Regions from separate parts of the Macaca mulatta genome. Here region 2 is linked to region 1. The links are chromatin contacts, called in public Hi-C maps. All regions are on one chromosome and are shown on one strand. Each heading gives the region's core, a stretch centred on a gene start, on an enhancer-like site or on the middle of the called end of the contact. The rest is flanking DNA. Distances are from core to core; before and after follow the strand shown.

Region 1 (5,167 bases), core at 612-3,111:
AGCCTGCTAATCCTCTTGGAGGGGAACTCCTGAGCTGGTCCTTGCTCTGGGGAGAAGGCAGCCCCAGAGGCAGGCGGTGAAGACAGAGATGAGAAAATTGACCCATCTCTAGCTGCCAGAGCCCAGGTGTGGCAGAGTGTTGGGGATCAGTTGCCAGTGGGGGACCCCAGACCAGACCTTATAGGAGGAAAGTAGACCACCTAACTGTGGGAGGGTCTTGGACCCCAGGGAGCTGGGATAGAGGCAGTGAATGGGCAGGAGTGGAATTGGGGGGTATCAGGGTGCAAGTGGGATAGGGGAGCACTACCCTCTCTGCCCGTCCCTTGTTTGTGTGTGCCCACTGGGGTAGTCCCATCTGTTCCTTGTTAGGCACTCAACAGACAGGCCTCCAGGACATTAATTAATGCCAAGCTGCTGGGACAACCAGCAGCATGCCTGCCCCAGGGCCCCGTTCTGGCAGCACAGATACCCAGCTGACCCCAGAAATGCTGCCCTGTTCCCACCCGGTGATCCTGAAGACACAGGGGCCACATTGCTGGCATAATCCTGCCCCTGAGGCTGGATGGCAGGGAAGGCTTAGGTGGCAGGCAGCCAGAGATGGCAGTAGGATGTTCCCCCTCAGACTGGCCTCCATCACCACCCTGGACCTTCTCCTTCATCCCTGGCTCTGCCCCAGGCCTGCTGTGTGACCTTAGTCATGTAACTTACCCTCTCTGGGCAACTTTCTTTCCCCATCTATAAAATACAGGGGTTAGACTGGGTCATCACTGAGGTCTCCCTTTGAGTTTGAGTCTTTGTTATCTGTAGATCCGCCTGATTTGGGGTGGCCCTGCTGGTATGCCCATTTCCTGCTCCATATTTACCTCTCTCTGGTGTCCCACACTGTCTCCTGCATGTCTTGTTGCCCCAGGCCCTGGCTGGTTCTCCTATAATTAACTCCTGCCCATGCTCAGGACATGGAGGCCCGGCTTGGCTTGGCCAGACCCAGTGGCCTGTTGGGACCTGGGCCCCACCCTCACGGACTGGCCAGCGTTCCCAACCCCAGGGCCAGGGCAAGGCGTCTGCTCCCACAGTGGCCACCTCCAGCCGGCCCAGCACATTCCTCAGGCTTATCTGGGGGCCCGCCCCACTGGACTCTGCCCTCCCACCCAGGAAGCAGCACCCAGAGCTGTGTGCGGAAGAGTTGCAGGGCCTGGGAGCAGACCCTGCGTGAGCTCAAGGTAGTGATTCTTAGCCTGGGGCTGGAGAGAAACAGGTAGAGGACCGGGTCCGGCAGGAAGGCAGAGGGGTTTGTGGGGGCTGCTGAGCTGACTAGGCAACTTGTCTTTAACATTGCAGAGCGTGGGGTTCACTCAGACACCCAGGGGTCATCTCCTGGGACCCCCATCCCCCATCTCTGGGAAGCGCTTGCCCCTACCCCTGGGAGCACTTGTACCCAGGAAGGGGCTTTTGCTCTTGGCAAGTTGCCCTAAATTTGCCCCAGAGTTATCACAGTTGATGGGGCCCCAAGCCCGAAATGCTGAGGAACAGCACTCCCCGCCACTTCCCTTCCTAGGTCCCCACCTCCACAGCAGGAGCCAGAGCCAGTCCTCCCAGGAAGGGGTTAACTGCCAGCCCCAGCCGTGAGGGAGGGGACTGGGCTGGACCATTTTCCTCACTGCTGCCTCCACCTCGGTTTTCCTGAATGGTTCTGTCGTCCTGGGGTGGGGAGGGAAGGGAAGGAAGAAGGGCGGGAGGAAGGCGGGAGGGAAGAGGGAGGGAGGAGTGTGGGAAGAGGAAGGAAAAAAGAGAGCGAGACAGCGAGAGGAAGAGAAAGATGTCACTGCCTCTAATCTCCCTGTCATTTTTATTTCCAGCAGGCGCCGGGCGAAGGAGCTGCTAGAACAATGCTGAGGCGGGGGAGGTGAGGAGCAGCCCCTCGCCCGGCAGCCCCGACAGAGTGTCTGGAACAGGTGATTGGAGGAGCCGGAGACCCAGGCACCTGGACGTTCTTCCCCTCGCCTCCGCCAGGCCCCGCGCCCCCAAAAGGTGGGAAAAGCATGGCGACCAATTTCAGCGACATCGTCAAGCAAGGCTACGTGAAGATGAAGAGCAGGAAGCTCGGGGTGAGTGACCCTGACCTGCGGAGGTGCCCTGCCAAGGGAGGGGGTCCCGAGGACTGGGTCCCAGGCACGGAGGCATGGTATGTGGGGCATGCGGCTGCCCGCCGGCTGCCGGGCATCGTGCATCTGTGGTCTCGGGGCTCCTCGCCAGCGTGCTGCCTGGCATGTGCCTGGGCTGGGTTCTGTCTGCTGCAGCCCCCGCCCCAGAGGGCTGGCTGGCATCCCAACAGCTGGGCCAGTGGTGGTGGTGGTGGCAGCAACGGTGGCCGCCGATGGGCAGGCGGCTCCCCTGCTATTGTTGAAGTTGTCACCACAGCAGCAGCAGGAGCGGCTGGCAAGGCCGGGCTGTGTCTGAGCTGAGAAGCAGCGTCTCACTTCCCCTGGCCTCCTCTCCCTTCCGTTTGGCCCCCACCCCCGGCCTCCCCTCACCTCTCCTGGCCTCTTTTCTTTTAGGTCCTCTCACCTTGCTTCCTACTGCTTTCCGTGTACAGATATTTAGTATATTTCAGATTGTTGTTTTCAATGTTAAAGAAGTGTTTGAAAAGGGGAGTGGTTGGCTGGGGGGGATGGGGTGGTGTGAGGCGCTGAAGCTGATATTTATGTGGTTTCCAAATGAGAACTTTGGGCAGAATGGTCCAGTGCTCTGGGACAGGCTGCTTCCCTCCAAGTTGTTGGCTTGGTGCTTGGCCCTGAACTGGGGGCTTGGAGGGGCTATAGAGAAGAGGTCTCACTGGGCGTGCATCCTGTCCTACCCCCTGTAGACCCCCAACTGGTGATAGACCCCTCAGAAGACAGGAGCAGAGGGGATCAACTTCATGATCTCGGTGAGGCTGTCTGAGAGCTGCCTCTTTTCCTCTGCCAGGCCCCCCTGCCAAAGACAGGTCTGGCAGCTAGCTGCCCCTTCTCCTGTAGGAAGGACAGCCCTGGTGACTGAGGTCACCCAAGTCCCGTGTTTGACCCCGGACTCCTATCCCTCTCTCCCTTTTCTTTCCCATTGCCTTGAAGGGGTGGGTGGGCTCAGGCTCCTCAAGGGTTTCTGGCTCAGCCTGAGGGGGGTGGGGGGCATGCGGAGTGGCAGAGGGATCTGCCACCCGGCTTCCCTACCTGGTTACCAGACAGAGCAGGGCTGGCCTTGGAGAGGGCGGTTCTGGCCCCACCTCCCCTCCTGTTCCTCCCCACCCTGGGGCTCAACCTAGTTGAGACTGGGCCCTGGCAGCCATCGACTGCTTTGCTGTTCCTCTGAAAGGCGGATCAGCCCACTGACTTGGAGCACAGAACAAAGAGAGAAGCTGAGGCTGAGGTAGGGAGGCCAAGGAAGTAGCGGCTTCGCTTCTAACATCACTCCTCATTCCTATGGCCCCAGACTTAGCAGGTCCCCAGGGCCAGCTGGGCTGAGGCCTTGCCCAGGGCAGAGCATGCCAGGAAGGCACCGGCTACAAGGGCAGCCACTTGGGCTCAGTATCAAACCTGTTCCAGAGAGAAGGGAGACTGAGCGGCTGACAGGTGGGCACAGCCTGGATGGGAAGGTGGGGCGTGGCCAGGCCCTATCCATGCAAGGAATTCTCTTCCCCCTGAAACCAGGAGCCTCACTTCCCCTGGTATGAGAGGCTGCAGTCCCTCCCCAGCAGCCATTCTCATCTCAGCCCACAGAGGTGAGGGGGGAGGGGCTGAAAGAGATCAGGAGTCGGCACTCATACCTGCCAGGGCCTTTCTCCCGTGGCAGAGCTGTGGCAGAGTGTTTCTGAAGCACTGATCAAAGCCCTGTGCGAAGTGGGAAGGAGGGCTCTTGAGCGTGTGGCTCCCTGGGGCTGTGAATGTGTATCCTGTAACCAGGCAACCGGCATGCTCAGGTCCCCAGGCCTTCTGCCCCTGATGCTGCGGGCTGCATGGAGCCCACCCTGGCAGGGTGTATGTGGGTCGGCAGCATCCATCCATTCATCCATCCATTCATTCACGGTTCCTTCATGTGGTCATTCACTTGTTTAGCATGGCTGTTAATGAGGCTACCAGGATATGAGTGAGGATTCTGAGGATAAAATTCAGTGTCTGTCTTAAAGGAGCGCTGCAGCTGAGAACTGAGGGCTGCTGTGGTTTAGGTGGGTAGAACAGGGGCCGAGCCAGGGTCAGGAGTGCAGGAACAGACATGCCTCCTAGGGTCCCAGATAGGAGCCAGAAGTGGCCTGGCTCTGAGTGGTATCTTGAAATGGGGGCTGCCTAGGACCACTGCACCCTGGGACCCTGCCTGCCAAGGACCTACCCATGGCACAGTAGAGCTGAGGAGAGGGTGGGGCCTAGAGGTCCCCTGGCCTCTTCTGCTGTGCTCTCGGCCGCCACTCAGTCTCCCTACTGTTTCCAGTAAGAGGAACACCAGAGATGCCCGGGGAACAGGCTCTGCAGGGCTTTTGAAGTGCCCGCTGGAAGTAGGTAAACCCCAGCCACAGACTTTGGGCAGAAAAAAGCCTAGGTGGGAGGGAGGGGCTGTGCAAGGGCAGCTCTGGCCCGTGGCTGGGGCCAAACCCTCCCCTACCCCGGGTAAATGATAGGCCGGTCTGTCCCTTCAATCCTAGAGTGGTCACTCCCCTCCCCTCCCCTCCCTACCTCCTCGGGGGAGTCCCTGAAGCTACAGAGAATGTAGGTGGTTTAAGGTACAGGAGCCTCAGCAGTGGCCAGGACCAGGAGGAAGGCACCATGCTGTGGGAGGAGCCTCAGATTCCTAGCTCCACCCCTTTACCTCGAACAGCCTTGGGTTCCCAGCTGGCACTGCGCCCCTTACACTTCAGGGTTGGTAAGAGAATGAAAAGAGAGGGTGAGTGAAAGCCCCGGGAGACAAGAGTGGGGGTTACCTACGTAAAGACCCTCACCTGACTCAGAGAACTAGGGGCACGGGGATGTACAGGTGGGCAGGAGGCAAGGGTATGTACAGGTGGGCAAAGGGCAAGGGTCTAATCCCTGTCCCCAGGAGACCCCTCTGTTGTGGCTGGCACTGCCCGAGCCCTGGCCAGATCCTGCAGTGGGCTGTGAGGGTCTGCCCTGGATCTAGACAGCCTGCTGCAAATACCAGCATC
Region 2 (4,990 bases), core at 145-2,644, 52 kb before region 1:
GGGGGCCTTCGGCTCAAGGAGAACCCCTCTGTCCTCTTAGGGGCAGAGAGGAGGGAGCCGTGGGGCTTGACAGCTTCCTTTTTCACTGCAAACCCTGACATTAGATCATCTGCCAAGAATGAGGTGGGTTAGAGATTGGAAGAGGGTGGAGAGGGGACACAGAAGGCTGCCAGGCAGCCTTGGGGACAGCCAGTGCTGAGAGTCCCACCGACAGTGCACTGATCACTCAGAAAGGGTGAGTCTTAGGGGCAGGCATGAAGATCTGTGGACCAGGGCTCTCTGCCTAATGGGGATGGAAAGGTGTGATGTCCCAAGGGGCTATTGGTGGGTGGCAGTCAGCAGAGGCCACAATGGAGGGAGACTGGGTCAGACTGGGGACAGAGAAGGACATGCCTCTCATTTATTTTAAGGCAGAGGCATGGCCCATAAATGGCAGAGCCCATTGCTGGGCAATGGGGAGGCTGAAGTGAGACACAGAGAACAAGAGAGATGTTTGCAGTGAGTCAGGGTGTCAGGGAGGGGTGGTTCCAGCAAAGAAGGGGAGGGAACATCCTGCTGTACTCTCAGAAGCCCCTGCCATCTGAGGACTGGTTTATTTCCATCATCATCCCCAGCGCGTGCATTCATTCAGCAAATCCTTACTAGAGTTTGCATTTGGACTCATAGATACCATAAATGGAGGTAATCATTTTCCTCACCTCCACTCTTTAAGGAATAAATGAGATCGTTCACCTAAAGCCCTGGGCATAATGCCTGGCTTGTGGCCTGCCCTCCACAAATATCATTGTCATCATGTGTTGGGACTAAAACAGTGGCCACGACCCAGTCCCGGACCACAGCAAACTCTCACAGCCTTGGGTTAAGGGTACAGAGCAGACACATAAAGGGCAGGGTAAGTTAGTGCAGTGATGGAGACACATAAGGGGCTGACAGACCTGGCCTGAGGAGCTCCAGGAGGGCTTCCAGGAGGAGGTGATATCTCAGAAGAATTTTAAAGAAGTTAGCCCAGTGCAGGAAGAGGCAGGGAGCGGACTCCTGGCACCAGCCCAGTGCCCCTTAGTGGGTCCCGTGCGGAAGTGGGACAGTAGTATAGTATAAGCCATCGAGATGGGACCTGGATGATAAAGAACAGATCAAGGTTTCAGATCAGCGCCGCTAGGTGAAGGGATTGGAATGGGAGTCTGGAGGCCACTGAGGAGGCTTTTGCGGGCCTTTGCGCCACCAATCCTGCCTCACTGGGACGCTCCTGGAACAGAACTCACTCCTCCCACCTTGGCCGTTCGGTTCTCTCCGCCTGGCCCTTAGCGCGGCTGATCTTCCAGACTGACGGTGGTCAGTCCAATAACGGTTGCGTTCTCCCGCAGGTCCGAGGAGGCGTCCTCCGCCCTGTGGCCTGGAGAGAAGCGGGGCGCGGCGCCATCATGCACAGTGGTATCGCGTCCGCCGCGCGTCCCCGTAGCCGCCCCTGAGCCCGGCCGCCAGTTCGAGCCCAGGGCCCGCCCGGCCGCACCATGAGCCACGGGCCCAGCCCCCGGCTGGCCGAATCCCCGCAGCTGTCCAAGGGTAGCCTCCTGACCATCCTAGGCAGCCCGTCGCCGGAGCGCATGGGGCCTGCCGACTCCCTGCCGCCCACGCCGCCCAGCGGCACGCCCTCGCCCGGGCCGCCCCCCGCGCTGCCCCTGCCCCCCGCGCCCGCGCTGCTGGCCGACGGCGACTGGGAGAGCCGCGAGGAGCTGCGGCTGCGGGAGCTGGAGGAGGCGCGGGCGCGGGCGGCGCAGATGGAGAAGACCATGCGCTGGTGGTCGGACTGCACTGCCAATTGGCGCGAGAAGTGGAGCAAGGTGCGCGCTGAGCGCAACCGCGCGCGCGAAGAGGTGCGCCAGCTGCGCCAGCGCCTGGACGCGCTCACCAAAGAACTGGCGGGCGCACGGCGCGAGCGCCAGGAGGCACAGGGCGAGTGCGAGGCACGGGGTCGCGAGCTGGCGCGGCTGAGGGGCGCCAGAGGCGTCGCCGACCAGATGCGCGACGGCCCCGAGCCGGAGGCGGAGCGCGAGCCAGTGCGTGACGTCGGATCCGAGAGGCCGCCCAGCAGCCAGGTGCGCGGCGCGGGCGGGGCGTTCGCGCCCCAGTCTCGAAGTGGGCGGGGCCGATTGGCCTGAGCTGCTGGGCTCAGAAACAAGCTAGTAAAGGCCTGGCCTCCTGGAGGTTTCACTTCTCCAGGTCGGGTTCTACCCTTGTGGGGCCTCACATCATCTTCCTTCCGGAGACCTCAGGGTGGAGAATCCCAAGTTCTGTGATACCTCCACTCCCACACCTGATAAGTCAACAGAACCAAGGAATCATCCCCTTTGAGCAGGAGAGGGATCCAGCAGCTTGCCTGGAAGTTAGCTGATTCGTAGCAGAGCTGAGTCCATTGATTCAATCAGAGCTGAGCGGTGGGGGAAATCAGGGCACTGGGATCACAAAGGAGGTCCCTGACGCAGGCTTCACAGAAGCTTTCCTGGAAGAGGGCACATTCAAGCTGAGACTAGAATGATAAGTAGGAATTAGCTGTGAAAAGTGCCAGGAGGGCAGGACGACGTGACTCGTACCTGGAGTACCAGCTACTTGGGAGGCTGTGACTGTGGCAGGAGGATCCCTTGAACCCAGGAGGTCGAGGTTGCAGTGAAATATGATTATACTGCTGCAGAGGGCACCCTCTCCTGAGCCAGCAGGCCTGTTACCAGAAAACCACCTAGGGGCAGGGTCCAAGCTCAGCTCCCCAGCTCTGTCCCCAGCTCAGTCCCTGGACAGGCCAACTCTTCCAGATAAGACTGCCCCCTCCTCTCTCCTGCCCAGCCCCCTCCACCCCATAGGCTAGCTCGGGCACTGCTGCCTCCTGTGGCTGAAGTCCCCTCTTCCCTGGGGCGACCTGGTGTTTGGAGGTGGTGTTCACTGTGCACAATGCGTTCCTGTCCTGTCCTTGTTCCAGTTGTCCATCACAGGCCAGAGGGCTGTGGGCAGTCGCAGGAGCCCTAGGCTTGCAGTCTGAGTTTGTCCTCCAGCCCAGCCTCTTCATGCTGTGGCCCAGAACAAGTCCTATCTCTCCCTGTTCCCCATTAGTAAAACAGGGCTTTGAACCAGTTGCCACCCCCACCTGGATAATCTGAGATACAGAAGAGTAGCTCTCACTCCTCAGGGAGTCCTCAGGGCCACCACTCCAGTCCAGCTAGAGAAACCGAGGGCCGAGCCAGGAAGAGGTTGGCCCGGACTCATCTGGAAAGGCTGTGGGAGAAGCTGGAACGGGGGCTGTGGTCCTTGTGGGTTTGTGTCAGAGACAGGCCTTGGGGATGGCAGGGGCAGAGAAGAAGGGGAAGATGGCAAGAAGGAAGGGGTCTCGGCCCTGGGTTCGTAATTTCTCACTGCTTGCTGTCTGAGAGCTGGCTCTCTTCACAGGCACTGCTTGCCCATGTCACCAGTCTCCCCATGCTTTACTGTTTGCCCCTTAAAAAACAGGATCTTAGAGCTGGAATTCCTTTGGAAGGAATCTAGGCTTAAGCCATTACAGGAATTCCTGCTTCAACATTTGTTCCCATCAGTGCCCCACTATAGGTTTGCATACTTCCAGTGACAGGGAGCTCACCACCTCTCCTGGGGAATCTTCTAGGATACAGGGAACCATGGCGCTGACACTCTGCAGCTCCAGGAGGTGAAATGGGAGGCCCAGAGCAGGGCGTGTCTGAGCTGGAGAGGCAGGCAGCAGAAGAGGAAACTGAGGCCCAAAGACACTGAGTGACTTGCCCAAGGTTACCCATCAAGCTGATCTCAGACCCAGGGCCTGGCTTGGCGGCCACTGCTCCAGCCTCCACCTTGGTCCCCGCAGGAACTGGAGCTGGTGGAGAGCCTACTGAAGAGCATGCCGGAGGAGTCTGAGGACTGCTGGGAGGCACGCAGCGTGGGGGCCGGGGGCCCGCGGGGCAGCTCAGGCCGCCAGGAGCGGAGCCGGCTGCCCTGGGAGGACACAGCTACCACGGAGGAGGAGGCCTCCAAGTTGACTGCCCTGCGGCTACGACTGGATGAGTCCCAGAAGGTGCTGCTCAAGGAGCGAGAGTGAGTCGTGGGAGGCAGGAGGGGGCAGCGGTAGGGCCAGGTGAGCACCCCCAGAATGACAGAACTTTAGACTCGCGAAGATGACAGGTAGTGTTTAGGCTGTGTCTTGGAACTGTAGAGCAGTGGTGTTCCACCCGAGAACTCAATGCAAGTTTTTATTTCTTCATTCAAATAATATGTTACTGGGCACCTGTTCTGGACCAGGCACTGTGCTCAGCCCTGAGGATACAGCCATAAATAAGACAGAAGCCCTTGCCTTCCTGAAACTTACTTTCTAGCTGGGGGAGAGGGCTGTGGGCAGGGTAAAAGCAGGGAATGGAGACAGGGAAGTTGGTAGGTTGCAGCTGGGACTTTGGTTTTGTACCTGTGAGTTTGAGATGGCAGGGAGGCAGCTGGGGAAGTGAATGAGTCTGGAGTTCATGAGACGGTCCTGTGCTGGAGGTAAAAATGCAAGAGTCACCAGTGAAGAGATGATATTGAAAGCCATGAGCTGGGCCGTGTGCGGTGGCTCACGCCTGTAATCCCAGCACTTTGGGAGGCTGAGGTGGGCAGATCACTTGAGGTCAGGAGTTCGAGACCCACCTGACCAACATGGTGAAACCCCATCTCTACTAAAAATGCAAAAGTTAGCCAGGCATGGTGGCAGGCACCTGTAATACCAGCTACTCAGGAGGCTGAGGCAGAAGAATTGCTTGAAGTGGGGAGGTGGAGGTTGCAGTGAGCCAGAATTGTGCCACTGCGCTCCAGCCTGGGTGACAGAGCAAGATTCTGTATTAAAAAAAAAAAAAAAAAAACCATGAGCCTGGCCAAGGGCCAAGGAGTGAGTGTGGATAGGGAAGAGGTCAGAGGATCCAGCCCTGAAGTGCCAAGCTTAGAGGTCTGTTAGAGGAAAGGGAAACAG

What was found. Hi-C and Micro-C count contacts between places; a contact is called where the count stands out from the background.
Region 2: a contact with region 1 is called in a Hi-C map of fetal cortex germinal zone, with 1.8 times the contacts expected there. The contact joins the promoter of ADGRG5 here to the promoter of DOK4 in region 1. A contact is called at or near these places in 5 of 14 Hi-C or Micro-C datasets (CD4 T cells, cortical neurons, fetal cortex germinal zone and 2 more).

The regions. Positions count from the first base shown.
Region 1 is chr20:53,073,805-53,078,971 of T2T-MMU8v2.0, reverse strand. It overlaps DOK4 (docking protein 4), which reads left to right and starts at 1,861. Exons shown (of 8, transcript NM_001266155.1): 1 at 1,861-2,105. The coding sequence starts at 2,040.
Region 2 is chr20:53,125,342-53,130,331 of T2T-MMU8v2.0, reverse strand. ADGRG5 (adhesion G protein-coupled receptor G5) reads right to left here and starts at 1,394. Exons shown (of 19, transcript XM_077986210.1): 1 at 1,232-1,394; 2 at 936-1,114. CCDC102A (coiled-coil domain containing 102A) reads left to right here. Exons shown (of 9, transcript XM_015126250.3): 2 at 1,365-2,096; 3 at 3,863-4,089. The coding sequence starts at 1,512.